Linked DNA regions of Mus musculus: all the other regions are linked to region 1. Evidence: chromatin contacts called from public HiCAR-type and promoter capture Hi-C data. All regions are on one chromosome and are shown on one strand. The core of a region is the stretch at or near the end of the contact, and the rest is flanking DNA. Distances in the headings are between cores, read along the strand shown.

The links. Promoter capture Hi-C pulls out the DNA fragments that hold promoters and counts their contacts. HiCAR-type assays count read pairs that join an accessible place to other places.
Region 2: a contact with region 1 is called in a HiCAR-type map of astrocytes, with 7 times the contacts expected there. The contact joins the promoter of Zfp119b here to the promoter of Kat2b in region 1. A contact is called at or near these places in 3 of 39 promoter capture datasets (cranial neural crest, embryonic stem cells and liver), 7 of 115 datasets of contacts at active chromatin or transcription factors (astrocytes, embryonic stem cells and large pre-B cells) and 2 of 9 other capture datasets (adipose tissue and embryonic stem cells).
Region 3: a contact with region 1 is called in a promoter capture Hi-C map of liver, with 4 times the contacts expected there. The contact joins the promoter of Zfp119a here to the promoter of Kat2b in region 1. A contact is called at or near these places in 6 of 39 promoter capture datasets (the C10 cell line, cranial neural crest, hippocampal neurons and 2 more) and 2 of 115 datasets of contacts at active chromatin or transcription factors (large pre-B cells and pro-B cells).
Region 4: a promoter capture Hi-C map of liver shows a contact between it and region 1, with 5 times the contacts expected there. The contact joins the promoter of Pot1b here to the promoter of Kat2b in region 1. A contact is called at or near these places in 6 of 39 promoter capture datasets (the 3T3-L1 cell line, the C10 cell line, the HPC-7 cell line and 3 more) and 1 of 115 datasets of contacts at active chromatin or transcription factors (astrocytes).

Annotation. Positions count from the first base shown.
Region 1 is chr17:53,563,732-53,570,494 of GRCm38.p6, reverse strand. It overlaps Kat2b (K(lysine) acetyltransferase 2B), which reads right to left and starts at 3,524. Exons shown (of 18, transcript NM_020005.4): 1 at 2,917-3,524. The coding sequence starts at 3,165.
Region 2 is chr17:55,941,728-55,948,490 of GRCm38.p6, reverse strand. Zfp119b (zinc finger protein 119b) reads left to right here and starts at 3,232. Exons shown (of 4, transcript NM_146249.4): 1 at 3,232-3,319. The coding sequence starts at 3,317.
Region 3 is chr17:55,874,855-55,881,617 of GRCm38.p6, reverse strand. Zfp119a (zinc finger protein 119a) reads left to right here and starts at 2,665. Exons shown (of 4, transcript NM_144546.6): 1 at 2,665-2,758. The coding sequence starts at 2,756.
Region 4 is chr17:55,709,468-55,716,230 of GRCm38.p6, reverse strand. It overlaps Pot1b (protection of telomeres 1B), which reads left to right and starts at 3,595. Exons shown (of 17, transcript NM_028370.2): 1 at 3,595-3,691; 2 at 5,325-5,392.

The sequences.
Region 1 (6,763 bases), core at 2,275-4,774:
CAACAGTTCAAAGAGCTCTAGGCTGGATCCTGTAAGACAAGTTTGTCACACACAGAGTCTTCCCTCTTTCTTCGGTTTCATAAAGTCTAAATGTCAGATCTCTGTTTTCTTTCAGTGGTCCCCAGGAAACTAAGACTTCCCAGATCTGTCTTTTTCCATCTTCCTTGATGTCCTCCCACTGGCTCAAGAGTCATTGGCAAAGGTAGTGTCAGCTGTCTTTTGTGACTTGCTCAACTTAAGTACAAAGACAAGCTGAGAAAAAAGAAAAAAAAAAAAAAAAAGCCACAGATTATGTGAGAAACCTCATCAAATCCAATCAGCCGGGCTTAAAGAAAATAATCTGACCACTCATATGCACTCGAACACACGTGCACATAATAAAATGTCTTTTTTTTTTTAATCTAAGATAACATCCCTCCCAGGTTTGGAGTCCAGTATTCCCAAACACCCACTAGGCCACACTCACCCCTCCCCCACTCCAGCAGGCCCCAAGCAAAGGAGGGCAGGCTCTGGTTGGCCCAGCTCCAAGTTTTCAAAACTGCTTTCAGTTTCTCTTTACAGCAAGAAACCCTACCCCACCCAACTCCAACGGGCCAAAAGTTCTAAATCAGTATGACACTTCCTCCGTCTACTGGATCTACAGCTACTGAGTTCTCCAAGTCCCGTGCCCTACATCCCAAAAAGGCTCCACTGGAGTCCACTGTCACTGCGTTACTGCCTTTACCTTAGAATCTGAACACATACTCCAACAACTCCACAAAGACAGACCCCAGTGCCATAAACCTGGTACCTGGCTTAATGCCTAGCCCCAGTTAGAAATCCTCATAACATTAGCTAAATAAATCAGCAAATAAGACGGCACACTTTCAGGCTGGTGAGATGACTCAAGGAGCACACAGAAGAGATGAACACTCTCTGACACTCGCAGACAAACACCACACACACTAAACTTCATTTCAGAGTCTCTCAAAAGCAGGAAGAAAGAATAACAGGTTTTTCTTTCCTAGGAGATTGTCAGAAAATATGACCAAAAAAAAAAAAATTCTCAAGTTATACACTTGAAGTTTCAAATAATTGAATAATAATGAATAATTCAAAGTATTTGGGAAGGCCAGGGGAGGAGCATGGTGGTAGAACTGTAATCCTAGGCAGATAGGAGTTCAAGACCATCCTGGACTTCATAGGAAGACCTAGAGAAAGTTAAAAAGAATGCATGTGTACAACCACTGGAAAGTTTTCAGACAGGAGGCAGTATGGAGATGGGTATTGGTGATGGGGACTCAGGCTAATACTGAAAACTAAGTCAGGACTACATAGCTGGCTTTCTGAATGAGACTAGAGCAGCTGCAAAGGCCAAGCCTATTTATTAAGTCCTTGAACTTGCTCTGGGTTCTGTTGGCCACTCTCTCCCCGGCATGCTACACCAGAGGTCCTGTCTAAGGTGGATGGTAGGTCGGACTGGTAGGACTGTAAAACTAAGGAAGTCAATAGCTTTTGGAGTAGAGCCCCTCGCCTTTCCCATTTCTTAGAAACATACTTCCAATTTTTTTTTTTTGCACGCCTTAGTCTATACCACGTGACGTTAGTATTTCCCAGCTCCTCTGCAGAATTCAAAAGTAGTAATATACTTGCTTCGTGGAAAGTATTCTCAGTTGCCACTCACATCTCCTGGGGGGCTTTGTTGGAAATGTAACTCCTCAGACCCCACCCCAGACCTCCTGATTTTTGCTTTTAGCGATTCCAAAGCATATTTGTGTGCATAAGGCACCGCACTGGAGCCCTCTCAGGAAGGCACAGCAGGTGCTGTGACTGCATCGATAAACAGGAGGTGACCACAAGGAATGGGCAGGGCATGCTTGAGACCCCAAGGTCCTTAAAGCTCCAGAAAACACGACAACCAGAATGTCCCGGAAGGGAAGTCATCTACCAGGTTTATCCATCCTGGCTGTACAGTGGGGAGTAGGAATGAGAACCTGGATGCTGCGGATGCGACTCCTTTTACAGTAGTAAGCTGGAGCAGCAAGCAACACGGGAGGTGTGAGTGAGTGAGTGCCTGGTCCCAACCACAGGCCGCCCGGGCTGACAAGGCCAAGTCCCCGCCCACTTCTGCTGTCACCCAGTCAAAACAAAGCCGCAGTCTACAGTGCAGAGTCGCTCTCCCCTGCAGCCTGGAGATGCTGAGCCCCCTACAAGTGCTCTACAGCTGGATGCCCTGGGTGCCTAAAGTCCCCAAAGAGGGAGAATGGCAAGAAAGCTGTCTTCAAACTGAGCAGACGCGCTCGCCGCCTGGGCTGTCACCCTGCCAGACCCTGTTTACACCCTAAGCGGCCAGGATCCCGCTTTCGCTAAATAAATAATAACAATAATGACAGGGTTGTCGCCGCACGGCCGAGGCCGCCAGGCGCCAAAGGACAGGGGCTTGGGGCAGTGCCCACCTCCCACCCCGCGCTCCGCCCCTTCGCTCCCGTAGAGCGCCAGGATTCCAGGACACTTCTGGGTGCTCCACAACCCAGCTCCTCCTAGCGGGGCTCAGTGGGGAGGGCGAGCGCGGGGAGACACACGCTAAGATGCCCCCAACCCCAAAAAAGCTGCTTCCCAACCCCGACAGATCTGCCACACCAAGCACAGTTACACTCCCTGTGAAAGGACTCCCGCGAGCTCCTACAGAGCAGAAAAAGCCCCAGTGCCGAGCGCTCCGAAGCCAAGACTCATCCTTCCCAGAAGAGGGACACCGGCAGATCTAGAAGACCCCCTACCCCTGTCCCAGTGAGATGCTGTGCAAGCCGCAGCGGCAGAGCGCGCGCACAGAACGCAGCACTTCCGCGGTGCCGGCGGGAAGCTGGGAGTGGGTGGGGGAGGGGAGGGGGGGTCCGAGCCCGCCCGTGACCCCGCGATTGTGCTCATCCCAGCGGGTACCTTGCAGGCGGAGTACACGCCGAGTTTCTCCAGCTTCTTCGCCCGCGGAGCAGAGCGCAACTGCGCCTTCTTCACGGCGATCCGGGCCGAGCCGCCTCCTCCCGGTCCCTCGGCCGTGCCCGCCGCGGCCACCGCGGTCGCTGGCCCGCAGGAAGCAGAGCTCCCGGCAGCGGTGGCCAGGGTCCGGGGGGAACCGTGCGGGGGCGCGGGAGGCAGTGCTGGGGACCCGGCCCCGCCAGCCTCGGCCATGCCGCCCCGACTGTCACCCGCAGCTGCCAGGGTCCCCGCGGGCGCTGGTGGCGGAGCCGAGACCCTCCCCCCCCCCCGGCCGCCGCCCTGCGCCCTCCCCGCCCCCGCCGCACTCGGCCGCCAGCGATCGCAGGCCCCCGCGCCTCCCCAGGCGGCTAGGACGCTAGCGGGCCCGAGCGCCTTGGCCGCGCTCTGCTCCCCTGGGCCTCCGGCATGCTGCTGCGAGCGTAGCCGCCCGCCGGGAGCGCCAGGGCCCGTAGGTGACCGGCGACCCGCGAGACCGGGCCGCTGCAGCCCAGGCACCTGCCGCCCTGCGCTGCTGGCGTCCCTGGGCCTGACACCCTCCCGCGCCGAGACCCAACTTCCTCCACCCTAGCGGGAGCCAGAGGAAAAAAAAATGTTTTCCAGAAGTACCCGTCAGCGGCCAATCCTCCTCTTTGTTGCTAATTCACCAAAATCATGGCGTGAAGGGTTCCTTTTTTTTTTTTTTTTTTTTTTGACTTTGAGTTAAACTTTTTTTTTTTAAACAATTCTTCCCCATCGTCTTCTCCTGGTAGTTTCTGAACCGAATATGACCAGAGAGGGAGGGAGATGACTCAATGGTGTGTGTGTGTGGTGTGTGTGTGTGTGTGTGTGTGTGTGTGTGTGTGTGTATCACATAATACTTGTTCGTTTGAGAACATTACATGTCGGCGAAATGAAAACTAAACGCATGGAAAAAGTTTGAAATTAGTCCGCCTACGGGGTTCACTCGAGGTTGGCTACTTTCAGCTGCTAGTGTGTCTATTGTTTTCAAGTTAACCAGAAAGACAGCGTCCAGGAAAGTGATTCCGATTTTGACTTAAACTTCAAAATCAAAACTATTGTCCCTGGCTCTGATGGTAGGAAGAGATTGTTTCATTTTTTCACATGGGTCAACCTTCCTAAAGCGATTTGAATAGCCCTGCATTGCCGGTCAGCACCGTTGGCAAGTGCCCTAATTCTGCGGAGCAAGCATAGTCACAATGTGGGACAATGGTCGTAATGAATTTGTGATTGGTTGTCTAGCAAGCTTGGTAGCTCCTGCTGAACTCCAGCCATATGGGATGGGCTTTCCCTTGCAAATACTCTTACCAGTCATGCTTAAAGTTGCATTTTATGTCTCAAGATGTGTTTCGCCAGATTCTGTGTCCTTTTAACGCAGAGTAATGCAATGCCAAGAGAGAAAGAAGTCTCTTCTCAAAGGAGTGACACCTGCTGTGAAACTGCAGCCTTACTAGGCTACATCTAACTGAAGTCCTTACCTAGGCTTGACCTTAGCCTAGTGTGGAAGCTCAATAGAGTAAGACTCTTGCCTCAAAAATTAATTAAATTAATTAAAAAACAGGCCAGGAGCGGTGGTCTTCACCTTTGACCCCAGAACTGCAGAAGCAGAGACTGGCCAGGCTCTGTGAGTTTGAGGAATTCTGGTCTACTGTTAGGAGTTCCAGGTCAGCTAGGGCTACACAGTGAAACCTTGTATATAAAGAAACAAGGAAAAAAAAAAAAAAAGAACTCAGCATGTCTTTAATCCTGGCATTTGGGAGGCAGAGGCAAGTGGATTTCTGAGTTCGAGGTCAGCCTGGTCTACAAAGTGAGTTGCAGGACAGCCAGGGCTACACAGAGAAATCCTGTCTGGGGAAAAAAAAAAAAAAAAAAAAAAAAAAAAGCTCAGGGGTTTTTTGTTTTGTTTTGTTGGGGGTGGGAGGGCTCAAGACAGGGTTTCTCTGTGTAGCCCTGGCTGTCCTGCAACTCACTTTGTAGACCAGGCTGGCCTCGAACTCAGAAATCCTCCTGCCTCTGCCTCCCGAAAAAGCTCAGGTTTTACATCACTGTCCTCTGGTTGTTTGTTCTTCAAGTTTCTACAATAATGTCATTAAAACATTACTTACTGGGGAAATCCAGGTTCTCTTATATGTTCTTAGTGTCCTTTATCTAAGAATTTTTAAGTGGATTCAGAAGGAAGATTGAGGCCCATTGTATTATAGTGAACTGTAAATTCTGGCAGCTGCCCAAAGGTAAACAGAAGGAAGAGAAAAACTGGCTCATTTTTAGAGTGCAGAAAGTAAGCCTGTTCTGCACTTGGAGCCTAGGTGGGGTGTAAGTAGCTGTACAAAAGGGTGGTTTGGAGATGTATATAACCTTCAGAGAAAAGTGGAGAATGCCCCGAGGGCCAGGGGTGGTATGCTTATGCTCTTGGCCAGAAACCAAAGAAGGGATAGAACTGGTGTGAAAACAAAGATACACCTTTTGAGTTAAGAGGTCAAAAAGGCAGACAATCTCGAAAAACCAAAAAAAAAAAAAAAAAAAAAAAAAAAGAGGCAGACAAGAGTTCGAGGCCAGCCTGGTCTACAAAGTGAGTTGCAGGACAGCCAGGGGTATACAGAGAAACCCTGTCTTGGAAAAAAAAGGCAGACAAGCTTAGCAGTCCAGATCTGTAAGTGGCTGCACAGCGAGAGGGGCTTATGGGTAAATGTAAGAACATTATCTCATTTAAGAGACTGAAAAATGTTCCCATCTCCTTAATGTGTTTGTGGGCATATCAGTTTCCCTAAAAACTGGTTACCTGGCCAGATGATATTTATTGCCTTTCGAGACAGGGTTTCACTGTGTAGCCCTGGCTGTCCTGGAATTCACTCTGTAGACCAGGCTGGCCAGGAACTCACATATATCTTCCTGCTTCTGCCCTCTGAGAGCTTGGATTATTGAAAGCATGCACACCTAATGGTGATTTGTGGTGATTTGACAGGGCCAGTTGGAAGAGGACAGTAATTTGTAACCTTTTTTTTTAGTTTTTCTTTGTGTAGCCCTGGCCGTCCTGGAACTCACTCTGTAGACCAGGCTGGCCTCGAACTCAGAAGTCTGCCTGCCTCTACCCCCCAAGTGCTGGGATTAAAGGCATGTGCCACCACTGCCCGGCCAAATCTAAGTTCTTTAATTCTCTCTCTTTGTCTCAAAAACAAACAAACAAACAAAAAGTCGAATAGTACATTAAATGTAATCTTTTAAGAAAAAAAAAATCTATGGCCAGGCATGGTGTCGAAAGCCTTTAATCTCAGGACTCGGGAGGCAGAGGCAGGCAGATTTCTGAGTTTGAGGCCAGCCTGGTCTACAAAATGAGTTCCAGGACAGCCAGGGCTATACAGAGAAACCCTGTCTCGAAAAACAAAAATAAATAAATAAATAAATATAAAAATAAGCATGTAAAATACCCAGACTTGATGCTAGAGTCTGTTGTGCCAGGGAAATATTAGTGATCCCAAAAAAGACAGACAGGAGTTGATCTGATGTAACTCACAGCAGGGTCTTTATTCTATTTGAGCAAGCTCCCCTGCCCCCAACACATCACCTTCAAGCAAGACAGTTATAGTGGTGGGGAAGCCTCAACTGTCTATGTGGCAAGGCTTTACAGTAAGCAACAAGCAGGGATTCATGTGCAAGCACCTAATTAGAAAGCTGCTGTGCCCTTTAACATAATTGGCTGGTTCTGGGAGTCCTATCATAAACTTAACTTCTGCTCCCCTCTGCACTGGTGGTCGTTAGGTAAGGGGTGGGCTTGTGACCTGGGGGTGCAGGTTTG
Region 2 (6,763 bases), core at 1,983-4,482, 2.4 Mb before region 1:
GTCAGGGCTTCAGGTACAGGGAACACAGGCATAGGAGCAGTAGGAAGTGAGGCGTCACTTTTTCTTCCAGGTGAGAAGGTCCTTATAAGGCTGGAAGGAAGGAGTGGCCTGTCCTGAGGCTGAGTGGGGTCTATCAGATGGAAGGCATGCAGCCAAGCTCTCAGACCCCTGTTGCACATCTACACAGCACTTCAGCAGGAGGTTGGCCGTGGGTAGATGTCATGTACCCAGGACCCCTGTGAAGATCACAGTAGCATATGTAATGTCACAGGACTTCAGTAGGGGGAGTCACTGCCTAGATGCGTGATGAAAAGCCCTCTCTTGGGGTCCCAGAGCCTCAGCGTTCCCACAAGAAATGGTTCCTGTCACAAATGAACTATTGTAAAGAGCCGATGGCCACAGAATAGATCCCGTCTTCAGTCTGGATGCTGTGTAAGCACTGCCTGAGCAGGCCAAAGGCAAAGTCCCCGCCCCAGAGAGAGACCTTGGTGCATCCTCCTAAGGCTGTGATTGGACAGGTCCCGTCTTCACGGTTTACTTCACTCATTTTAGTATAGATTTCTTTGCTTTTTGTCTTTCTTTCTTAAATTTTTTTCTTTGTCAACTCAGAATAGCATTAGTTGTTTAATCCAGCAGGAACTGCCCAGGAGATAGGAATTTCCGTGAAATACTCTTCAGTTGTAGGAAGTTGGTGGGAACTGTGAATGCTCTGCTTCCTAGTGTGACGCTGGCAGTGTGGTGAAGGTCTATTTTGAGCAGTGGTTGTACTAACACACAGCTAGCTATTCTGCCGGATTTTCTCTGTCTTGGTGATTTTTAAATTTTTTTTGTTTGTATTGATTTCTGTTTAAAAATTCTGAATTTGCTGGGCAGTGGTGGCACATGCCTTTAATCCCAGCACTTGGGAGACAGAGGCAGGTGGATTTCTGAGTTCAAGGCCAGCCTGGTCTACAAAGTGAGTTCCAGGACAGCCAGGGCTATACAGAGAAACCCTGTCTCGAAAACAAAACAAACAAAACAAAACAAAACAAAACAAAAATCTGAATCTGTGCCATTGAGACATGTGTGAGCAAACATACCATAGCACATATGTAAAGGTCAGAGGACAAGTTGGAGGAGTGGCTTCTCTCCTGTGTATTGACCTCAGGATATCACACTTGATTGCAAGTGTCCTTCCTTACTGAGCAAACTACCTGGTTCCTCTCACAGTATTCCCTTCTGATCCACCTATTTCAGTATGTTGGTTGTAGTAGCTCTACTTTCATTAAAAACAAACAAACAAACAAACAAACAAACAAACCAACAACAAAAAAACCCGGGCACTCATTCTAGAGCCCCTCCCATGTGTGGCCAGAATCCACTGAGCATAATAGAAAAGTTATTTTGAGGAAGGGTCTGGCTAAGTTAACCAAGTATTTTGTAAACACAGCCTGTAGTCATACCAGGCCTTAAACTTGTGATGCTTCGGACTCACCATTCCATGTGGTGGGATTCCAAGAACAGACCACCACTCTTGACTCTAAATGCATGTGAGAAATTAGCAATTTGTGTCGGCCTTTTTTCAAAAGGTAGTTTAGCTAAAGGTGTTTCAATTATGGTTTTAAAAAAAATCAACTTTTGGTGCCATTAGTAGTTTATTATTCCCTATCATGTAGCTGTCATCTCCAATCTCTCCTACTCTTTCTTTCTCAGCACTAGCTGTCCATGAATTGATTCTTGGGTTCCTATTTTCATATGTGTTTTTGTTTAGGTTGGAGGTGGGTCTTTGGGGAGCTAGGCCTATCCAAGGCTTTCTCAGATGCCCCGATGAAAGCACCAAGGGATCATTGCTTTTGTGACCTCTCCAAGAGCAGACTTGGGAAGGTCTGGTCTGGTGCTTGGGCAAGCATCTTGAAGGAGTCAAAGGAACCACGGTCTTCAGTTATCAGTCTCATGGGTATCAGTCTCATGGCCAGTGTGTGCTCACTATGAGGTATCTATCCTGTGTCCTTCTAGCCAACATTGCTAAATTATCTTTCTGCTGACTGTCTCATTCTCCACCTATAGTGTATCAGAGCTGTATATCATCTGAAAAAACTTGCTTAACATGAGCCATCATGTTATGCAAGACATAGTGACCCCAAACTTTCTATTTTTGTCTTCTCCTCCCAGGTTCTCACCCTGGTCACCTCCCCTTTGGGGGCCAGAATAGTTGGTGTTTGGGTTCATAGACCAAGCTGGTTTAAACTTTTTTTTTTTTTGTGAGACAGGATTGCTTTGTGTATCCCTCCCTGGCTGTCCTGGAACTACTCTTTATACTAGGCTTAAACTTTTGATGTCCTGACTCCATTTCCCAAGTGCTGGCATGATGAGCCAGTGCAACCACTAAAGGCTGGGAATGTGTGTTTTGGCTACCAGTGTTTAACTGAGAGAAGTGTGAGCAATTTAGATGAGTCTTTTTAAAAAATGGTTGATGCCCGGTGAATATCAACCAGGAGGTTTAAATTTGACCTGGATAGTCTGGGTGCCCTTTTGGCTGTGAGGCAGGTGGATCACTCCACTTGAGGTTGTTTAGTGATCTGTGTATGCTAGAGACCTTGTGCCTAGATTAAATAGCCTCCTGGGTGCAGCAGAGCAGGGACGACTGCAGTCCTGCTGTTAGGAAACATTATATAGTAAGGTGAAGTAGCTTTGGCAGATCGAGCCGAAGTGTGTCCTGAGAAATTACGCCATGCATCTGGTGTAAAAAAACTTTATTGGGGGTGGGGGTTGGGGGACTGAGGTCCTGGGGAAGGGACAGAGGCAGAGAAGTGGACATGACAGACAGAGAGAGAAAGAAGCGCACACGGGGAACAGAGAGACGGCCTGCTGAGTAGGGAGAGAGCTCCGGTGGCTTAGGTGGATACATTCATCCTGAAACAGACCGGGCGCGCCTGGTGGCATCAGCAAATGATGGCATCTGATGACAGAAGTCTCTGCTAGGTCCCCGAGAGTAGGTTTGTGGACCTGCCTGTACGCTAACAGGCGCAAGTTCTGTGGCGATATGTCCCTGTCTCTCCGCGTCTGGGACAGTTCTGTGCCTGAGCGGAGACCAGGACTGGGAACCACTGTGCTGTGACACTTCACAGCCCTCGGTGTCTAGGGGAGCTGTCACTCATTCCTCACTAGCCAATCACGGCCGCATGGATCCGCTAGCCAGAATGGGGAGAGCACTTCCGTTCCCTAATACTAAAGGTTCGGGCTCGGGTCTGAGGGAGGCTCTTGTGGTTCTGTGTCCTGGTCTGCCACCCGCTGCCGGGAGCTGTGAGGAGAGCGGGGCGAGCTCGGTCTCCACGCCATGGTGAGCGGGGCCGCCGTCCCCACGCGGGGAGGAGCCGCGGGAGACTGTGTTGGGTTCCTCCCGGGGTGCGGGAACCGGCGGTCAGACTCGCCGCCCGGCGTGATTGCGTTTGTTCACCTGAGGTCCCTGCACCTCCGGAGCGGAAGCGCGACGTCTGACTTCGATCCCGGGCTGCGCCTGCGCAGAGTGTGGGGCGCGGGTCCTGGAGTGAAAACATCCTTGTTGCTGACGTCACCATGCAGTGAGCGCCTCAGCTGCTTTTCCTGTGTCCAGGGAAGGCAGATATGCTGACATGGAGAACCCTAGTTTCTCCGGTGTCTTCTACAAGTTCTGCACTTGGCACTTGATGTTCAGGAGTAGGATCCGTCCGCAGTTAGCTCTGTGCAGATGCAAAGTGTTTGCCATCGACACAGACTTGTAGATGCCTTGACCGTCCAGTAACGTGTGTTAGTAAGGCCAGGCTCACTGGGTTTCCTGGTCTCTTTCATCAACATTTACTCTATTTTACTTGTGTATTTTTTTTTTTTTCTGTCTAAGTTTGTTCTCATGTTCTGTTGATCTCTATTCTTTCCCAGGAAGTACTGTGCAGGCAGGTTTTTCCGGTTCCCTGAGAGAACTGGGTGGGGAGGGAAACAAGGGATAATACAGAGAAAAGATACATACTTAGATCTGAGTTTGGTCAGGCAGTGGTGGCGCACGCCTTTAATCCCAGCACTTGGGAGGCAGAGGCAGGTGGATTTCTGAGTTCGAGGCCAGCCTGGTCTACAGAGTGAGGTCCAGGACAGCCAGGGCTACACAGAGAATCCCTGTCTTGAAAAAGCCAAAACCAAACCAAACAAAAGAACAACAACAAACAGAAAAAACATAACAAAAAACCCCTGAGTTTGCAGGCCTCCAATTGTTTAATCTCTACTTAGACAAGGTAAGGAAGGTTATATTAAGAAAACCTGTATCCCAGCCAAAGGAGTTGTCTCTTCCCTATTTGGAAGAAATATTTTCTATCTTTTGTCTATCTGTCTGCTTATTTTTTTTTCTTGCTGTTTATATTTTCTTTCTTTATTGCAGCTGTTTGAGGTTTTGATGTCAGGTTATCGCTGTGTTTAGTATATGTCCAGTTTTGTGTGTTGATTATTTTTTTCATTCTTGGTTACTTATTTTCATCAGTTTCCTTTGGTATCAAAAATGGTGACACTTTTTATTGGGCATTTGTTGAATTTATAGCTCAAATTCTGCATTGTGATATTTTAGCATACTAGCCAAGATGGCAGCATACTACACAGTTGCTTTCTACTCAAGGTTAGGTCATTTCCTGCTAAGGTGAGGCCATCTTCCATCTTCTCAAAGGTTAAATGTAAAGTGCTACAGCCTTTTCCTTAGAAATACCCTTTTACGAGGTTGGCATAAACATAGAAGGAGATGGTACCTATGTCATGGTCTAGGCAGGTAGACCTCCCCACAGTTATGGAATAGAAGATAGATGTCCATGGCCTCAAGCAGAGACAGTTGATTCCATCCTTGTCTTACCATATAGATTGTATTGTGGAAGGCACGCTTTGTCATCTACCTATTTTACCTTCTCAGTCCTCAGACTCAAAGTATTGCTTTGCCTCATGTTATTCCAATTGAGTATGATCTGAGCTGTGATCAGACAGATCTCCTTGTTGGCTGGAATGTAAGACTTCCACATTTCAACTAGTTAAATAGTTGAATCACATTGAAAGCCTTGATAACCTTGTGTTGCACGTCTGCACAGCTAGAAATGCAGCTCCCACACGGCATCATCTACAACAGTCACACTTTAAGCACGCGAGAGAGTGCCTTCATTGCTTCCTCCTGACCTCATCCAAGGTTTTCCAGGTTCCATGAGGGAATGGTGCAGGGAGGGAAACGAGGAATAATACCATGTACTCAGAAAAAAGATAAGGACTTAAGCTGCAGTTTGGGGGCCTCCAATTGTTTAATCTCTTCCTGGAGAGGCTAGGGAAGGTTATATTAAGGAAGCCTATAACCTACTGAGAGGAGCTGGTTCCTCACTGTTCGGATGAAATATTGTCTTTGTCTTTTTCTCATTTTCTTTTTTCTCTCTTTCCCCCTTTCTCTACTTCCTTTATTTTCTTTCACTTTTTTCCCTTCAGAGCTGCTTTCTACTTAGGTTATGTACCTGTCATGGTTTATATTAGCTCAACAGCCTCATGGTCCTATTTTTGGTTGCTTGGTCTTCAATTAGTAGAACTGTGTAAACTTAAGCAGTATGACCTATGGGAGAAGGTTTGTCTTATTTGTTCAGGTGTGTAATTCTAGGTGACTTTTTGAGGTTTCAAAAGACCAGAGCAAGGCAGGTGTTTCTTTCTGTTGTCTGCCTGTGTATCAGGATGTAACACTCAGCCCCATGCCTGCCTATCATGATGCTTCCTTTCAAGATGACAATGGACTATCACTATAATCACTCCCAAATGTATTCCATTATTAGAGTTGCCTTGGTCATATTGCACTTTCACAGCCATCGGACAGTCACTAAGACAGGTTGTTTGTATAATAACTTGACATATTCTCTCCTTATTCTGTCTTGTGAAATCAAGGCTAAATGAAAGGATAATGGACTGATCTCTAGACAAAATATTGAGTCTGTGGCACGGTTATTACTCATGACTCATACAGGGTCACAGAGAAAAAGAGACACAACAGGGACAGAAATTAATGTCACCTGTGTGGTTGTAAAGAAAAAGAGGTGTAAGTAAATTTAGACCGCAGTCATGTGCTGGAACCGATTCAGTAGTTATCAGTGAGACTAGGGCCATTAAAGAAAACGCACATGCTCTTCTTTGCACAAATAGAGAATGTGTTGTGAGGGTGCTGTACCACACAGCAAAGTGTTTAATTATGGGAGGAAAAGGTAATGTTATTCACCACCACTTCAGACCCTATCCATACTTAATGGAATGTAAAATAGAAGCATTTGCTTTTCTTTGAGAAGGCATTTTTCTAATTTGATATTTTTATGTTTATATTTTTGTCTCTGTTTTCCTACATGTCTTAACATTTGTTATTATTCTGAGCTTTACCCACATCTTGACGTTTAAACTTTGTCAGAGGCTATAATTTTTTTTACACCAGAATGGCATTACATACATGATATTAATACTGATCTCTAGAAATTGGAGTGCAGGTTATGGCACTCCCTATGTTTTTTTGTTTTGTTTTGCTTTGTTTTTAATTGTAAAATATGTGCGTGAGTCTTTTGCTTATAACTATTGATGTGAGCATGGGGAAGCCTGGTGTTCACTGAAGTCATTTAACTCTTCGGAGGAATTTTGTATGAGCCTCTCTGTGCTTTCTATCTTGGTGTGTGTGTGTGTGTGTGTGTGTGTGTTTCCTTGGGACAGGGTCACTTTATGTAACTTTTGATGTCCTGAAGATCACTATGTAGACCAGGTTGTCCTGGAA
Region 3 (6,763 bases), core at 1,416-3,915, 2.3 Mb before region 1:
CAATTCATTCTATTAAGCTACAATTATGTTTCCACCTAAACCACACAAAGACCCAACAAAGAAAGAGAACTTCAGACCAATCTCCCTTATGAACACTGATGCAAAAATACTCAACACAATTCTTGCCAACCAAATCCAAGAACATGCTTGTACTGGCTAGTTTTGTGTCAACCTGACACAGCTGGAGTTATCACAGAGAAAGGAGTTTCAGTTGGGGAAAATGCCTCCACGAGATCCAGATGTAAGGCATTTTCTCAATTAGTGATCAAGCGGGGAGGTCCCCTTGTAGGTGGTGCCACCTCTGGGCTGGTAGTCTTGGTTCTATAAAAGAGCAGGCTGAGCAAGCCAGGGGAAGCAAGCCAGTAAGGAACATCCCTCCATGGCTTCTGCATCAGCTCCTGCTTCCTGACCTGCTTGAGTTCCAGTCCTGACTTCCTTAAGTGATGAACAGCAATGTGGAAGTGTAAGCCGAATAAACCCTCTCCTCCCCAACTTGCTTCTTGGTCATGATATTTTGTCCAGGAATAGAAAACCTGACTAAGACAACGATCATTCACCACGGTCAAGTAGGTTTCATCCCAGGGATGCAGGGATGGTTCAATAATACGGAAATCCATCAATGTAATCTACTACATAAACAAACTGAGAAAGCATTTGACAAAATCCAACACCCCTTCATGATAAAAGTCTTGGAAAGATCAGGAATTCAAGGCCCATACCTAAACATAATAAAAGCAATACACAGCAAACCAATAGCCAACATCAAACTAAATGGAGAGAAACTTGAAGCAATCCCACTAAAATCAGGGACTAGACAAGGCTGCCCGCTCTCTCCTTACCTATTCAATAAAGTACTCGGAGTCCTAGCCAGAGAATTAGACAACAAAAGGAGATGAAAGGGATACAAGTTGGAAAGGAAGAAGTCAAAATATCACTATTTGCAGATGATAATGATATTACACTTAAGTGACCCCAAAAATTCTACCAGAGAACTCCTACAGCTGATAAACAACTCCAGCAAGGTGGCTGGATATAAAAGGAACTCAAACAAATCAGTAGCCTTCCTGTACTCAAATGATAAACAGGCTGAGAAAGAAATTAGGGAAATGACACCCTTCACAATAGTCACGGTACTATTACATACCTTAGTGTGACTCTAACCAAGCAAATGAAAGATCTGTATGACAAGAACTTCGAGTCCCTGAAGAAAGAAATGGAAGATCTCAGAAGATGGAATGATCTCCCATGCTCATGGATTGGCAGGATTAATATAGTAAAAATGGCCACCTTGCCCCATACAATCTACCGAGTCAATGTAATCCCCATCAAAATTCCAACTCAATTCTTCACACAGTTAGAAAGAGCAATTTGCAAATTCATCTGGAATAACAAAAAAAGTAAAACAAAACGAAACAGGATAATGAAAACTATTCTCAATGATAAAAGAAATTCTGGGGGAATTCACTATCCCTGACCTCAAGCTGTATTACAGAGCAATAGTGATAAAAACTGCATGGTATTGGTATAGAGACCGGCAGGTAGATCAATGGAACAGAATTGAAGACCCAGAAATGAACCCACACACCTATGGTCACTTGATCACACCCTGGTCACCTCCCCTTTGGGGGCCAGAATAGTTGGTGTTTGGGTTCATAGACCAAGCTGGTTTAAACTTTTTTTTTTTGGAGACAGGATTTCTTTGTGTATCCTCCCTGGCTGTCCTGGAATTACTAGGCTTAAACTTTTGATGTCCTGACTCCACTTCCCAAGTGCTGGCATAATGAGCCAGTGCAACCACTAAAGGCTGGGAATGTGTTAGTGTTTTGGCTACCAGTGTTTAGCTGAAAGAAGTGTGAGCAATTTAGATGAGTCTTTTTAAAAATGGATGATGCCTGGTGAATATCAACCAGGAGGTTTAAATTTGACCTGGATAGTCTGGATGCTCTTTTGGCTGTGAGGCAGGTGGATCACTCCACTTGAGGTTGTTTAGTGATCTGTGTATGCTAGAGACCTTGTGCCTAGATTAAGGAGCCTCCTGAGTGCAGCAGAGCAGGGACGACTGTGCAGTCCTGCTGTTAGGAAACATAATGGAGTGAGGTGAAGTAGCTTTGGCAGATCGAGCTGAAGTGTGTCCTGAGAAATTACGCCATGCATCTGGTGTAAAAAAGCTTTATTGGGGGGTGGGGGTTGGGGGACTGAGGTCCTGGCGAAGGGACAGAGGCAGAGAAGTGGGCATATGACAGGCAGAGAGAGAAAGGAGCGCACACCGGGAACAGAGAGACGGCCTGCCGAGTAGGGAGAGAGCTCCGGTGGCTGGTGGGTGGATACATTCATCCTGAAACAGACCGGGCGCGCCTGATGGCATCGGCAGGTGATGGCATCTGATGACAGAAGTCTCTGCTAGGTCCCCGAGAGTAGGCTTGTGGACCTGCCTGTACGCTAACAGGCGCAAGTTCTATGGCAATGCCTGTCTCTCCGCGTCTGAGACAGTTCTGTGCCTGAGCGGACACCAGGACTGGGAACCACTGTGCTGTGATACTTCACAGCCCTCGGTGACTAGGGGAGCTGTCACTCATTCCTTACTAGCCAATCACGGCCGCATGGATCCGCTAGCCAGAATGGGGAGAGCACTTCCGTTCCCTAATACTAAAGGTTCGGGCTCGGGTCTGAGGGAGGCTCTTGTGGTTCCGTGTCCTGGTCTGCCACCCGCTGCCGGGAGCTGTGAGGAGAGCGGGGCGAGCTCGGTCTCCACGCCATGGTGAGCGGGGCCGCCGTCCCCACGCGGGGAGGAGCCTTGGGAGACTGTGTGGGGTTCCTCCCGGGGTGCGGGAACCGGCGGTCAGACTCGCCGCCCGGCGTGATTGCGTTTGTTCACCTGAGGTCCCTGCACCTCCGGAGCGGAAGCCGGACGTCTGACTTCGATCCCGGGCTGCGCCTGCGCAGAGTGTGGGGCGCGGGTCCTGGAGTGAAAACATCCTTGTTGCTGACGTCACCATGCAGTGAGCGCCTCAGCTGCTTTTCCTGTGTCCAGGGAAGGCAGATGTGCTGACATGGAGAACCCTAGTTTCTCCGGTGTCTTCTACAAGTTCTGCACTTGGCACCTGAGGTTCTGATGTATGATCCGTCCGCAGTTAATTCTGTGCAGATGCAAAGTGTTTGCCATCGACACAGACTTGTAGATGCCTTGACCGTCCAGTAACGTGTGTTAGTAAGGCCAGGCTCACTGGGTTTCCTGGCCTCTTTCATCAACATTTACTCTATTTTAGTTGTGTGTTTTTTTTTCTTTTCTTTCTAAATTTTCTCTCATGTTCTGTTGATCTCTATTCTTTCCCAGGAAGTACTGTGCAGGCAGGTTTTCCCGGTTCTCTGAGAGAACTGGGTGGGGAGGGAAACAAGGGATAATAGCGAGCAATCAGAGAAAAGATACACACTTAAACCTGAGTTTGCAGGCCTCCAATTGTTTAATTTCTTCTTAGACAAGTTAGGGAAGGTTATTTTAAGGAAGCCTGTAACCCCTCTAGAGGAGTTAGTGTAGAGGAGTAAAGCTTTGTTCTCTTTATTTACTAAGACCAAACCTTCCTTGTTAGTTAGAAAAGACCTGTTCTGTCCCATAGTAAGGAGAAGTCTGCCTGCTCCTTCTGCTCTCTGCAGCTCTTTTTTTTTTCTCTTCCCTCTGCATTCTGTACATTGCTCTCATAGTTGTTTTTTTTTTTTTTTATGTTATCTATGGTTTCTAAGTTGTTCCACTCTGTATTCTCCTTCTAATCTTGCTCTCTCTTTCTGTTCAGATGTCACAAAAATGCTCTTATTCTCATTGCCTATATGATTTGATTTATGCCCCACAGGGTTGCCTTGGTCCAATCTTTCCTTCTTTGTAAAGGAAAAGTGTATTCTGAGCCCATGCATGTTGAGAAGTTATACTTTTTGTTTATTTTGATTTATAGAATTTGTATATTTTGAGTTTATATGATGTCAAAGTCAAGAGATTGCCCTTAGTATTCGACGAAACTTTAGACATTTAAACAGTGTTGGGACTGTGATATAATATGGAGATCTTTGAAATGAGAATAATTACATTTTGAATTATTGCTAGACTAGGAGCCTGTGATGGTTTGAATATGCTTGGCCCGTGGGAAGTGGCACTATTAGGAGGTTAGAGCCTCATCGGAAGAGGTGTGGCCTTGTTAGAGGAAGAGTGTGACTAAGAGGGTAGGCTTTACGGTCTGCTACAGCTCAAGCTTCACCCAGTGTAGAGAGCCTTTTCTTAGCTGCCTGTGGAAGAAAGTCTCCTGGTTGCAATTGGATCAAGGTTTAGAACTCTCAGCTCCTCTAGCGCCCTGTCTGCCTGCAGGCTGCCATGCTTTCTGCCATGATGATAATGGACTGGATCTCTGAAACTGTAAGTCAGCCCCAGTTAAATGTTTCATTTTATACAAATTGCTTTGGTTATGGTGTCTCTTCACAGCAACAAGACCCTGATTAAGAGAGAAGTTGGTACCAGGGACTAGGGTATTGCTGTGATAGGCCTAACCATACTTTTGTTTGGATGAATTCAAATTTTGGATCTTTGGGTTTGTAAACCTGCGGAGTACTTTAAGTGGAGCTTAATGGGCCATCCTAGCAGAAATATGGACGACATCAGTGCTGAGGGTGAATTGAATTCTGGTGGCCTGCCTGTCTCAAGAGCTTTCAAAGGGAAAGAACTTTCCTATGTTATCTAGAATTTGCTCTTGTGATATTTTGGTGAAGAATATGACTTCTTTTTTGCCCTTGTCTCAAGAGTCTGCCTGAGGCTAAGGTAAAGAGATTTATATTAAATGCATTGACAAAGGAAGCTTCAAAAACAGCCTAGTTTAGACTTTATCCTGTGGTTCACTTTTTTTTTTTGGTAGAATATGATTTTAATATTTTCAACTGTTAATATTTAACAAGCAGAATAATTATTTTAAGATATATTTTGTTGTTATGTCTCTCTTTTCATTTTTGATTTTATTAATTTGGATACTATCTCTGTGCCCTCTGGTTAGTCTGGCTAAGGGTTTATCTATCTTGTTGATTTTCCTCAAAGAATCAGCTCTTAGTTTTGTTGATTCTTTGTATAGTTCTTTTTGTTTCTATTTGTTTAATTACAGCCCTGAGTTTGATTATTTTCTGCCATCTACTCCTCTTAGGTGTATTTGCTTCTTTTTGTTCTAGAGATTTCAGGTGTCCTGTCAAGCTGCCAGTGTAAGCTCTCTTCAGTTTCTTTTTGAAGGCTCTTAGAGCTATGAGTTTTCCTCTTACCACTGCTCTCATTGTGTCCCATAAATTTTGGTATGATGTTCTTCATTTTCATTAAATTCTAAAAAGTCTTTCATTTCTTTCTTTATTTCTTCCTTGACCAAGTTATCATTGAGTAGAGCATTGTTCAGCTTCCATGTGTATGTGTGCTTTCCGTTGTTTTTGTTGGTATTTAAGACCAGTCTTAGTCTGTGGTGATCTGATAGGGTGCATGGGATTATTTCAATCTTCTTATATCTGAGGCCAATTTTGGAGAAGGTACCACGAGGTGCTGAGAATAAGGTATATTCTTTTGCTTGAGGATGAAATGCTCTATAAATATCTGTTAGATCCATTTGGTTCATAAATTCTTTTAGTTTCACTGTGTCTCTGTTTAGTTTCTGTTTCCATGATCTGTCCATTGCTGAGAGTGGGGTGTTGAAGTCTCCCACTATTACTGTGTGGGGTGCAATGTGTGCTTTGAGTTTTAGTAATGTTTCCTTTATGAATGTGGGTGCCCTTGCATTTGGAGCATGTTCAGAATTGAGAATTCATCTTGGTAGATTTTCCTTTGATGTGTATAACGTGTCCTTCCTTATCCTTTTTGATAACTTTAGGTTGAAAGTTGATTGTATTCCATATTTGAATGGAGACTCAGGCTTGTTTCTTGAGTCCATTTGCTTGGAAAATTGTTTTCCAACCTTTTACTCTGAGGTAGTGTCTGCCTTTGTCACTGAGGTGAGTTTCCCATATGCAGGAAAATGCTGGGTCCTGTTTAAATATCTGGTCTGTCAGTCTATGTCTTTTTATTGGGGAATTGAGTTCATTGATGTTAAGAGATATTAAGGAAAAGTGATTGTGACTTTCTTTTTTTTTTTTTAAAGGTTTATTTATTTTATGTTTGTGAATACAATGTAGCTGTCTTCAGACACACCAGAAAAGGGCATCTGATCCCATTACAGATGGTTGTGAGCCACTATGTGGTTGCTGGGAATTGAACTCAGAACTTCTGGAAGAGCAGTCAGTGCTCTTAACTGCTGAGCCATCTCTCCAGCCCTGATTGTGACTTTCTGTTATTTTTGTTGTTAAATGTGGAGTTATGTTTGTGTGCCTATCTTCTTTGGGTTTGTTGAAAGATTATTTTCTTGCTTTTTTTTCCCCTAGGTTGTAGTTTCTCTCCTTGTCTTGGTGTTTTCCATTTATTATCCTTTGTAAGGCTAGATTTATGGAAAGATATTGTGTAAATTTGGCTTTGTTATGGAATATCTTGGTTTCTCCATCAATGGTAATTGAGAATTTTGCTAGGTATAGTAGTCTGGGCTGACACTTATGTTCTCTTAGGGTCTGTATGAGATCTGTCCAGGATCTTCTGGCTTTCATAGTCTCTGGTGTAATTCTGATAGGTTTGACTTTATATGTTACTTGACTTTCTTCCCTTACTGCTTTTAATATTCTTTGTTTAGTGCATTTGTCGTTTTGATTATTATGTGATGGGAGGAATTTC
Region 4 (6,763 bases), core at 2,346-4,845, 2.1 Mb before region 1:
TCACTTCTAGTCACATAGTTTTAAACAGCATAAATTAAAAGATCATAAGCCACCTTCTCTAATTAACACAACATACAGGTGATATCACCTTAGTCACTATTTGCTGCTGATGCACACAAGTCAAAAATTACCTTCCATTTTCATCAATGGATTTTATGTGTTTTATTTCTCACTTTAATGCTGCACTAGCCAGTCAGTTACTTTCCCTAAGACACTCGCAAGATACTCAATGAATAAAGAATAAAACATTGTCAAATATACTCTGATTATGGGACTCCTTAGCAACGACTTTAAAGAGAGGAAGTGATTTAAGGTGGTATGTGGGGAGAGAATTTAAGAAAATAAGTGTCTAATGTTTCAAAAATAAACAACAAATACCATTTAGTGAAGAAATTGAGGAGACTGGAACATAAATCTACAATCTGGTATTAGGCCATATTGATTTTTGTTTTAGTTTGTTAAAAAATACTGAAAAAAATCACAAGAAAAGTGATATATGATGATTATCTTTTAACAGAGTCATTCTGCTTTTAAGTAGATAATTTGATGTAAATGGCTAAGCAGGGATGAATGAAGTTGTTTTAGAATGTTATTGCTTTGGTCCCAGTGAATGCTGAAAGGGTTGTAGATATGCTAATAAATGTCTGGTTTCAAAACAGTATTGATTCTGAAAGGAAGAATTTTATTTGCGCATATGCGCAGACATTTCAAGAAGAACTTGACGTGTTTTGGCCTACATCTTCATCAGTTCAGACTGCTATAGTGAATAGCAAAGACACAGTGACTTATACAGGACTTCTCAACTCCTCATAATTAGAAAGCTGGGGAGTCCAGATCCAGGCATTGTCATATTTGGTGTTTGGAGTTTGGCTTGCTTTCTGATGCATAGATGATTCTTTTTCTTGTATTTCCATGTGGCAGAGAGGGGGCTCACTCTCTTGTTCTAATGAGCATGTTGTTGTCACAGGGAAGGCTGTAAGCTCATGTCCAGCCATTTCCTCTAAGCTCTGCCTCTCACTTGCCTCCCACTAGAGTTTCAATGTGTGGCTATGGATAAGCACTCAATCTTCAGTAGTCTAAATGATTCTATGAAGAAGATACACGACCGAGATGGTGGACGTTTCAAAGGAGAATTGTTAGGGGTTAGTTAGTCGACATTTACAGTTCAGATAGTTATGATTAGAGAGATGGAGAGATATTCTAAATATCTAATTTGAAATACCTAATATGGATCTGAAATAGAAAGGCTGAATTTATGACAAATATAAGTTGAGGATGCAAACATCTAAAATGGAAGATGCAAAGCTTGTAAGTAACAGGGCAGGTGGGTAAAACAGTCAGTGTTGCTAGAGTACAAATGCCCGGGATGTATACAGTTTTTGAAACAACATTGAGTTTTATTGTATTGTCTCACATGCTATCAACTTCATGTGCCGATTTCTGGTAGTTAATAGCTTTTATTGATGACAGTGGTTCTTAACTTTTCTAATTCTGAGACCCATAAATATAGTTCCTCATATTGTGGTGACTCCAACCATCCACTTATTTTGTTGCTACTTCACATCTGTAATTTTGTTAATTATGAATCCTGATGTAAATAAATAATATGGAGGATATCCGATTTGCAACTCCTGTGAACCATTTATCCCCAAAGATGTCATGACCCACAGGTTGAGAACCACTGGCCTATGATTTCCATGGCATTTGCCTAAAATAAGACTACATTTTGATGCTATCAATAGAAAACCAAAAGCAAAAAATAAACACATATACTATTATATATCACTAGAAATCATGAGGAAAATGAGGTGTGGGGAGAGTTGACTTAAGAGCTCAGTACTGGCTTCAGGTGGTAGGGGTTTTGTTTTTGTTTTTCATTTTTATCTTGTTTACTACTCAGTCAACCACAGAACTGACTTCATCAAGTCTTCCCTCTGATTTTGTGATTTCTGCCAGAGGAAATGATGCACATATTTTCTTATGTGGTTTTAGGAAGAATTTCCAGGAAATCTGTACACAGACAGAAAATCTTGACATATCTGCTATAGATATACTAGAAAATATTGCCTTCCATCTCTGAACAATCTGAAACACACTTATGCTTAAATCTAACTGCAGCAAAAACAGTGGGAGTTTTCTGCCGAAGAACCAGTGGGTTGATACAAAGACTATCTGTCAGAAATAAAAAGCAAAATATAATTTCTAATATAAAAATAGAGAGGAGTTGATTAACATTTCTATTAGACCACTGTGGGTAGTATTAGGAAGTTTTAATATGGATGACACTAGCATAGATAAGCAGACATAAATAACAAACTAAAGAAGTACATTTTGATTTTAAGTCTCCTTTTAGTCTAATATACTCACTTCAAAATTCGTCCCATTTATATCATTTTAATGGGAACGTAAGTAGCAATGCCAATTTATTTGGTTTTCTTCACATATTCGATTCCATTGTGCCAAATTCTGACTTCATGTTATAGGTGGAATGTGCCCCAATCACACTGAATTTCTTTAACTCAATTACATGGAAATCACGTACATGGAAATATTCTTCTCAGTCATGGGAAAGATACCTTTAACTGATTTTTTTCTATTGATAGAACAATGGAGATCATTTCCATCCTACCATAAATGCATACAATCCCATCATTTTTGTCAATGCACTCAGTCTTTGATGAACTTTGATGAACTTAAGGGAGAAAGATTAACAGTTACAATTAACATAGGCAGTGCCATTAATGTTGCATGTAGTTTAAAAGAATGAACAAAAGACCTTCATTTTCATCAATGGAATTTCAAAACTTTCCCCACTTCCTGAAAAAAGTGGGTGGGTAAAATGAATAGATGTAGACTCAATTTAAACTAATAGTGGAACATTTTGTGAAAGATAAAAAAGTTATTCTGTGTTTAAAAATGCCTTTTAACCCGATACAAAGGGTTCCCAAATAACTCCAAATAATCGTGATAAACTTTTAAAGCCTACACACTTTTTAAAATTTAATTTTTAATTAATTTTTTTACACTCGATATAAGCCTACATACTCTTGTTCAGCTTTCTATATTCTGAAATTAATCATTACAAAGTTTCTAAACTCATGACAATTTTTCATCACTCAAAAATATAGTAAAGAACGATAAATCTTCAGACTAACAAAGGATTGTTGGTATTTTTCAACTTGCCTGGCAATAGCATAATAGCCCTAAATTGCGATTAAAAAAACAACAAAACAACATTGTTATCTTCGTCTATTTACATCGTGTAAAAGTGCATTTGGGTGCTTAACTTAGATTAACAAAGGGTTTTGCCTCTGATCCATTTATTCAACAAAATAGAATTTGGAGTCTCACTCGGAATAGGGTTCCAATTGGCTACAGGATTTAGGACTCTTTCAAGCCAGTTACTATCCTTTGAACAGTGTGTTCTCCCCCCCCCCCCCCCCCCCCCGCTAGTCCCCAGAAAAATCCATTAGGGGCGTGGAAAGAGGAGCAGCAGGCTTCCTACTCTGCAGGGACCAACTGGGAGGAGCTTGGCCGAGGCCCCGCCTGCCTTTCGCTTTTGTTATGGGAAGCACGAGCAAAAAGCGGGCGGAATGGTTGGAGTGCGCATGCGTGTGTCCCACGGCTCCGGAAGTCGAAGTCGCGTCTCTGCAGGTTGAAAAAGTTGCCGGGATCCTCGGTGTTCTGTGAGGTACTGAACGCTAGGGTGTTGGAGTTCTTGGTGTAATCGCTGGAGGTCGGGCCCTGGATGATATGAGGGGTCGTTTGCAACCACATTTGGGGTAGTTGTAGAGAAAGTGCGCTATGCGTTGGCGGCAGCGATAACCCGCTGTGTTCGGCATCCTCTCTCTCAGGGAGACCTCAAGCTTCAGGGGTGTGTGTGTGTGTCTGTGTGTGTGCGCTATGCGTTGGCGGCAGCGATAACCCGCTGTGTGTGTGTGTGTGTGTGTGTGTTATTGGGAGCCTCAGAGGCTTCAGGTACTTGCCCAGGTGACAAGTGTCAGAAGAAAAGCATGAACCTGGTGCACAGTGAACAGAGAGAGCGCTAGGATTAAAGGAACGGGCTACTACTATGCCGTGCAACAGGTCGGAAAACTGGCTTTTAAAAGTATTTTGATTCAAGCTGATACTTCCTGCTGAGGACACAAAAAGCATCGTTTTGCCAAAGTATAATTTGTTTTCAGTTTTTTTTTTTTTTGTTTTTTGCTTTCTTTAGTAATATTGAAGAGTATTAATGTAGGATCTACTTTTAATCTGTTTTTTTTCTTTGAAAAGTGGATAGTGACTTTATTAGTATGAGGTTCATATGAGTTTTAATCTGTTGTTTAAGAAATACCCATATGGTTGTTTACCAAGAGTCCATGGTGTGTGTGAGACAGAAAGTTTTAATATGAAAGCCAAAAGAGAAGTTGAAAGGAACTGTTATAAAACACTATCATGCCTGTACTTTTGACTAGGTAATTATTTTCCGAAGTTGACAGTGGGGCAGAGACTAAACTGAACTTTTTGTTTTGTATTGACTTGCCCTCATTGTCCTAGTTTATGAGTTTTTCATTTCACATTAAGAATTTTTTCTTTCTTAAATTGTAATTGGTTTCTAAAACAACATTTTATTTTGCTGAGAGATTGTATTACCGGGTTGAGAAAAAACACTTTGGGAAATTAATGAACTTCACTTTCTGTATCTTCAATAAGACTTAAGTTATGAATCTTACATATTTTTTTCCTCAGATTTTCCCCAGATGACTTAATATTTATTAGAACATGCTATATTGAATTCCTAAAAGTATGGTCCAAGTGAAATTCAGAGAAAGGTTCTCTAAAGATTAAGAAAGGGAATCGAATATCCTGACTGCCTGACACATCCCATAGTTCAGTATGAGTATATTAGGAGTACTGTGCCAGTGCAAGTTTTTAAAGGCAAGTGAGCATGCTTGCTGAAGATTGCTGTAATCCTCAGCCATAGATATTAGCAGCACAGGCTTGCACAGAGAGAGGTTCTGTTTGTGTGTGTGTGTGTGTGTGTGTGTGTGTGTGTTGTGTGTTGTGTGTATGCAGTGGGCTTTATGCAGGATGAGGCTGTAGCAGAGACCTTTGGGACAGTAATTCTCAGGTAGTCAGTCATATGTGAGAAGAACCCTTTCTCAGAACCTCTAAGTGACTTTATGTGTTTTGTTAGGGTTGATGCTACTCTGGCAGTATCCTGAAAACTTTCTTAAAAGATAAGACATTTCAAAGGCTTTCAGTTGTATTCAAACTTTTGCATAAAAAATGTATATAGTTTGTAAAAGCAGTCATCTTTACTATTTTTCTCTCCATTTTAGGGAAAAAACTGTTATTTCTTCAGTTTTTGGAAGTTAAGCAGCTGCTTTGAAGATTAGACCTTAATAAGGTAATAATGAGGTGTATGTGTGCTACATTTCTGCTTAGCTTTCTGCTTATACTGTAGAAATAGATAACTTTCTATATGTATATCTCACGGGGACACACACATATATGAATGAATTTAATAGATAATACATTTGTAGGAGACAATGCCTATATAAGGAAAAGCTGCTTTTTCATCATCAAAGCTTTGCCATAGTGTCTCCCTTGGCCTCCTCTCTTTTACTTAGGAGACCAGACACAGTTTGAAAGGATCTGGCACATGATGATACCCAAAGACCAAATTCTCAACACAAAGATTTATTTGCACCAGAGGGACAAAGGACAGGGAATAAGAGACAAAAGATGGGGTATAGAGGACTAGGGATAAGAGAAAAGGTACAAGGGAGATGGGAGGAAGGGAAATTTGCCCCAAGGGACAAAGGGACTGCCTCTGGATAGGGAGGAGACAGATATAGCCTCTTTGTAAATGGCAGTTTATAAGGGGAAATCTTCTGTTAAGAGGAGGTTGTTTGTTTTGACTGAATAGGTTGACTAGGGTAGCCAAAAATGGACCTTATGATCCTTAGTCTTCCAACACTTTGGTAGCTGGAACTCAGTAGAGAGCCTCAGGGGGAGGAAGTGGCCAAATATGGGAATCTTGGTGGCTAGCTTCAGGAATGTAACTCACAGTTTAGTACAGTGAATGGGAGAGAAGGGGAAAAGGCAAAACCATTTGCTGACCTTTTTGCCATGTCTGAACTTGTGTTTCCCATGCTCTGGCGTGCAAAAGCCCTTCTTTCCTCTCACATCCAGGCTGCTAGAGTAGCTGTCTGTGTTTTCTGTTGGCGCTTTAATTAACATGGTTTAATCATTTTAGTAACTTACAGAGTTTGCCTTCCTTATATAACTTTTTACATAGATGTCCTCATGTAGGGAGAATACTCTCTCTTTATTATTGCTCCAATAATCCTGTCAAGCAAGGAAAAGGCACCTTGGGCATTCAGTCCATTTCGTGTAAAGCTTGTGAATTGCTTTGGATGGTCTGGAGCAGTGAGAGGGACCTGGAGTGAACCACAGCTGTCATAACCAGCAGTGCTGTAGGCAGCTGTATTAGTGCAGGGAAGCAGTGGTGAACCAGACTTAATGATTGTCTCTTGGAGTTTGCACCATAAAAGAGAGAAGAAATGAAATAAGGAAGTATAAATAATAATGTAAGATACAAATATACTCTTGTTAAAAATTAAATTAAGATTATGGACTATAAAGACATACTCAAAATACATTTTATGAGGAAATGTATTGTATCTGTGATACCCATCAAGGAAGACTGATAGAAAATTGAAACTTGTCTCTGTTTGGTTTGGGTTTTCTAGTAGTTGGTTAGGTAAATGACTGT